2 separate regions of the Capsicum annuum genome follow, and region 1 is linked to region 2. A link is a contact called in public Hi-C data. All regions are on one chromosome and are shown on one strand. Each heading gives the region's core, a stretch centred on a gene start, on an enhancer-like site or on the middle of the called end of the contact. The rest is flanking DNA. Distances are from core to core; before and after follow the strand shown.

Region 1 (3,289 bases), core at 484-2,983, 69 kb before region 2:
ATAGCAAAAGCATCCACAACCAAGAACAATCGAAATACTCAGTTCATTTTCCGGAACTCAAAACTTCAAAACAATTTATTGAGCTGTCAGGTCTTAGGGTGGAACCTTGAGTCGCACAGATCCAAGAAATCCTGCCTTGACTTTTACAGGTAACTTCAATGCATTGAGAGCCTCTGGTTTCAATTGCATATTTTTTAGTTCTACATCGCCTGTCACATATACCACAATGTGTTAGTAACCAAGCAAATATTTAATCCATAAAAAACATATGTTAACTGCCACGAACAGGATAGCAAAGTAGTACAAATTCCAATTTAAAAAACACTCATTGTCTCATTGCACAAATTCATCACACAATCAGCAATAGAATAAACATTAAAGCTCATCAAAATCATCAAGTAAGAAAAGTAGTACAAATTCCAATTTAAAAAAACACTCATTGCACAAATTCCTCACACAAATTAGTAATACCATAACATAAAAGCTCAATTTCAAAAACATTTTTAACTTTTAATAAACCTATGATATGAATGCAGGACATCAAAGTAGTACAAAATCCAATTTAAAAACACACACATTGCACAAATTCATCACACAATTAATTTAATTTTTTATTTTTTTTTTGAAAAAGGTAAAGTTAACATCACACAATTAATTAGCAATGGAATAACACAGAAGCTCAATCCCAAAAACATATTAACATTCAATCAACCTATAATGTAAATGCACAACAGCAAAGTAAGTACAAATTGCAAATTGTTTCATTTCAAAACAGCTATGACTCGTATAAACACTTAAATCGCACAAATTCATCACACAAGTAATTAATTTTTTTTTATTTTTTTTTTTGAGAATGGTAAACTTAACATCACACAATTAATAAGCAATGGAACAACACAGAAGTTCAATCCCAAAAACATGTTAACATTCAATCAACCTGTAATGTAAATGCAGAACAGCAAAGTAGTACGAATTCCAAATTGTACCATTTAAAAACAGTTAGTACTACACAAATTAGCAGTAGAAATAACATAAAAACTCATATAAACACTTAAATTGCACAAATTCATCACACATATTAAAAAGGTAAAGTTAACATCACACAATTATGGAATAACACAGCAGCTCAATCCCAAAAAACATGTTAACATCCAATCAACCTATAATGTAAATGCAGGACAGCAAAGCAGTACAATTGACAAATTGTACCATTTAAAAAGAGGTATTACACAGATTAGCAGTAAAATAACATAAAAGGCTCATATAAACACTTACTGAACAAAATCATCACAAAAAATATATATATATATATACTCCGTAGCAATAAATTGCAAATTCAATTGAGTAATGAATTAAATTAAGTAACAAACCTTGCCAAACACTGATCTTAAGAGCTTCTTTATTGAGTCCTCTAACATAGTTCCCTAAATATCTCTGTAACAAATACGCTACTTGATCTTCCAACATCTTCCCTTACTTTCTACTAATCGCCTCTTCTGATTATGAATTTCTATATGCAAATTTGAATATAAGGAAAGAAGCGATTGTGAGAAATTGGAGTGTTGTGCAAGTTTCCCATAGCGAAGAAGAACAACGAAGAAGAGTCGCGCACCGCTTTTTCTTTCTTTGCTTTACTTTCTGATTTGATTGATTAATATACGTGTATTAGTTTTCAGTTGTTCAAAAAGCTAGTAATATGGCGAAGTGATGAGGGGGGTTTTGAGATTTTTCTCTTTTGCTATCTTTAAATCATTTTCATTTTTAATAATCTATATACACGTGGAGCAACTAATTTCTTGCTGAGTAATTTAGGCTTATCACGTGCTACTCACGTGTTACCATTAACTCGATTTGGCCATTTGACTCAAATTTTAAGTTGGATCTTGCCTAGGAGTCAATATTAACATTTTTTTTAAATAGTCGTAATGTTCTGGTTCAGTTTTTGGATATCCCCATCAAATTCATTGAATATTCACTATTTTCTATTAATAATCAGAGATGAATTTATTAAGATCCATGAAAATAGCACGTCATTCAAAAAATTCGATAAAAATTCTCTCTCACTCTCTCTTTATAGATAAAAAGGTATATGTATAGTGATATATTCAATTAATAAACATATTACCCACAATATCAAAGTGATATCTAATGCAAATGGTAAGGTGTGTTTTTAATGGCCCAAGGTGAAGCTTTTTTTTTTAAGCAAAGCCTACTACTTAGGTGTAACTTATGTTTTGCATACATTTATGCTAATTACAGTTTCCTAATTATATAATTAATTATTATTTTTTATTTTTTTATTTCTTTAGCTGTTAATAAATAATTTAATATCTCTCCCCCAAATTGAAAAAACTCTATCGCTATTCCTCTCAATTTTCAAATCACGACGATTTCACGATCTCTATTTCTTGACTTTTGAATTTTGGTTCACTACCTGCTGCCGACAGTCGGATTTCATCGTCGCCGCCAATATCGCAAAAGTCTTACCTTTGAAGATTAAGGTAACTCTCAAATCAACAAAAATTAGTTTCATAAGATTATACTCATGAAGACACTTTCTACAAAGTTGCTTAAATTATGAATTTTTTTCATTTGAAGTGATTGTTCAAACTTCTATATCGAACTTAAGATGTGCAAATTATGTCGATGGATCACTTCCCAAAACATAATAGCAAAATCTCTTACATTAGATAAATCACAAACTTTCTGAATTATTGGGGTGATTACCAGTGCTCCTAAATTTTGGCCAAAAAAATTAACACTTAATACAAAAATGTAAGGAAGGACAAAGATTAGTGTGCTAATTGACCTCCCCATTTTTATTTTCCCTGCTTTGATATATTCAAATTATCTTGGTTTTGAATTGAGAAAGTGTTCTATTTTTGTGAATTTAGATGGAGAAATTTTTCAGGAAGGTTAATTATTCTCAGTCAAGTTCTGGTAATGCTAATGTCACTCGTTCTTGTCTTGTAACTGATCGTTGATCGTTTTCAGAGTATGAAAACTCGTTGTGGGCAATTGTAATGAATTGTGGATATTATGATATTAGTAATATTATTAAAAGTTTAAGTTTGGTCATTTTATTACTGTTCTTTCATTATTGATTGATTTGTTAATTGGCCTATAAACCGAAAAGAACAATAATTCGATTGATTTATCGATAAGTTTACTTGACACCCGAAGAGTTCGAATCAATAATTCGATTGATTTATCGATAAGTTTACTTGACACCCGGAGAGTTCGAATCCTGGATCCACCTCTGCCAATAATAAATACTTTCTCCATTCTA
Region 2 (3,258 bases), core at 84-2,583:
TAATGCCAAACACATATAATTCCCTAAATTTGATATAAACTTACATTTTGATACCTCAACTTGACATTGTTTATTTTAAACACTTAAAACTAGTGTCTTAAATTCTTTTTTACTGTTGTAAAAGATTTCACTTATAATCATGATGGGTTAAGAGAAAGATTGAGAAAGATTTAGGGAAGAGAAGATTTTTGAAAGAATATTTTTCCCACGAGATTCCGACACGGATCATAGAATTCTTCTCTTTTTTATTTTTTAATTTTTCAAGTTGATTCTTTCATATTTTCATAAAGTTCTTCAAAATTAGTGTGTGATGACATTTTTACTTTTTTCTTCCATATTTTTATAAATTTCTTTTAAATTATTGGTGGTGCTTTAGTGAATTGTGGTGGTGGTGGAAGGTGGAGTAGGTGGAAGGAAAAAGAGTGAAAGAAGAAAAAGTTTTAGTTTTAGTTTTAGGAAATTACAAAGATGGCTTTAAATGGGGAAAAAGATGAAGAAAAAAAAATAAAAATTGACTAAATATGTTCGACACGCGTTGTCAATGAGTGTATTACACTCACTTTGTTATGTCGGTAAAAGATGTTAAAATGTCAATTAATTTAGGTGATTAAAATGAACAGTAACTAATTGATGTGTCAAAATGAAAGTTAATGTCAAATTTAAAAGGTTAACAATATATTTAACCAAACAACAAATTACATGAAATAAATAACTTTGTCTATCCCATTTCCCCTTATCAAACAAACCCAATGGTGTGATATGACAATGGAATTGACAAAGGATGAGTTACTTCAATATTGTGGCACTTCATGAGTGATTAAGAGCAACATTTTCAAGTGTTTGAAACTTGGCCAAAAAATAAATAAAAGAGAGGAAGGCAAATTTCTTGGTTGGAAGTGTTGTCCCCATGACAACAATATGGCTAGTCACCAAAACCACCGTCCTAATAAGAGATATCCATATCATCATTATATTCATCTTCTTTTTCTCAAAACATAATATGGTTGTCATTATTTATTTAATAGTTTGACAGGGGGCAAAAATATAAACTAAGAAAGAGATTGAAATGGTAGTTTTCCACCTAATCGAAATCAATTGATCAAATGTGATGATAATAATATAGAGTAAAACATCTAGTACCCCTTATACTATGACCAAATTTGTTACGATATATTCCAACTTTACAGGAATTCTATTACCACCTGAACTCAATTTTAGTTTATTTTGTCACCCTTTTTAGCTGACGTGACGACGCCTTTGACGTGAACTCCATTTTCATATAATAAAGGTGGCGTGTCAGCATAAAAGGATGACAAAAATACGTTAAAATTGAGTTCAGGGGATAATAGAACCAATGTAAAGTTGGAGTATACCGTAGCAACTTTGACCATAGTTCGAGGGAGTACTGAACACTTATCTCAATAATATAAGAACAAGAAATTGAACGTTGCTTGTGACACCAGAAAATTCATTAAGATACTACGTACTACATAATTTGATTTTATGTCAAGGTGATATTATTTGCTATGTCATATCGAGGGACCTCTTTGCTTTCATATAGCTTCATATTAGGGGTAAATATAGTATGTGTAATTGGTACTAAGGAAAATGTTTTTCGAGAAAAATAAGTGATGATGAAATATGGGGTATATGGACTGGGCTTCGATTGTGTAGATGAGACAATCAACATAAAATGTCATTTATAAATCTTGCTCGTTTTTTCAAAAAAAAAAAACAAACTAATTTTTTAACATAAAAGCTAGTTATTATCCTGAATTTTAAGAACTCGTTATCCAAGAAAATATTTTTAAAAAATAGTTTGGTCAATCGAATATGAGAAAATTAAAAAAATATTCTTGGCAAAAATTTACATGTATCGGGTATATACATAAAATCAATAGATATATGACATGAGTTTAAATATAAATTTCTTTAAATTATAGGGATAATTCTCCCGAAAATACCTAAATTTTGACCGGATTTTCAGTTGAGCATACTGAACTTTGCGTGGGTTCTATAACCCTCTGGATTTTTTAAAGTGGATTTAATTCCCCCCCTCAAAACTCTATACCCAGATTCGACGCTGGCGCGTGTATTCGTTTTTACACGTGTAACACGCGCCACCTCATATTTACACGTGTCTAAGTGGGCAGATATCTGCATTAAAATACGGAAAAAAAAGTCTAGGGGGTAATAGGACCCTCGCAAAGTTCAGTATGCTCAACTGAAAATCTGGTCAAAGTTCAGGTATTTTCGTGGATATTATCCCTAAATTATATCATGATAATTAATACTCCCTTTTACTAGTCCTCTATTGACTTAGCATTCTTTTTTAATTTTAAAAATATTTATTTTTCATATTAATTATGCTTTAAAAATCTAAATTTAATAACTAGTAATTACTTACTGATAAAGATATATGGGAAGAAAAAAATAATATCTCTTAATTTAATACAATACACGAGACCACGAGTAAAAGGTAAAATTTAATTTAGAAGCATAAAAGACTTGTTAATATATAGGAACAATTGTAGTACATATATTAGTACCTCGTCAAATATCTAACGATATAAATTATGTTTTCACCAATAATTTTCTCCTCACCAAACACACTCTTCAATAAATGAAAGTTTTTTTTTTTTTTTTTTTAATACTAAACCGACACTTTAGATTATGAATTTGATTCATCCTTACTATAGTCTTGCTTATAGCATTCATTGAAATTTATTACAAGTAAAGAATAATTATTTGTTATGTACGTCGTACCAAACATTACCTAAGTATAATCATATGATTCGTATAATCGGATTAAAGGAGGAACGAATTTTTCAAAACGCAATTATAGTCACATAGAGTTAAAAAAAGTGGGAAAATTAGATAAAAGCATACGTGTAGGGCAAGTAATTAATTGATTGTCTCACTAATCACTTGCATGCACCTATTTAGTACGTTTTTGTGGGGTTAATTATTCATCACTGCATTATTATTATGATTTTCATTTGTTTTTACTTAACGTGGTTCTCATCTTTGGATTTTATATTGACGTTTAGTTAATGGAATTTGAGTGCAATTAGAGCAAATAAAGTTAATATGGTGTTTTGTCATGTGATTTGAGTTCATAGTGTTTGAAAAGAGAAAGAATTACTGCATGCAAAAGTCAGTCGACATAGTGTGTTTAATGTCACTTTTCAATTATGTCTTTATAAAAGAATCATTTCATGAAATTTTAAATTGAAAAATGATATACTGAAATTTCAT

What was found. A called contact is a pair of places that touch in the nucleus more often than the background predicts.
Region 1: a Hi-C map of leaf shows a contact between it and region 2, with 3 times the contacts expected there. The contact joins the promoter of LOC107869044 here to the enhancer-like site in region 2. A contact is called at or near these places in 3 of 5 Hi-C or Micro-C datasets (leaf and placenta).

Annotation. Positions count from the first base shown.
Region 1 is chr1:14,669,527-14,672,815 of UCD10Xv1.1, reverse strand. It overlaps LOC107869044, which reads right to left and starts at 1,733. Exons shown (of 52, transcript XM_047394316.1): 1 at 1,371-1,733; 2 at 106-209. The coding sequence starts at 1,467.
Region 2 is chr1:14,600,511-14,603,768 of UCD10Xv1.1, reverse strand. No RefSeq gene overlaps it. Among protein-coding and RNA genes, the nearest start is that of LOC107869027, 38 kb to the right of the region's middle. Within about 2 kb of position 1,333, at least 3 of the 5 cell types and tissues checked have an H3K27ac peak or open chromatin away from gene starts, as enhancers often do. A contact at or near this core is called in leaf, where this site is marked.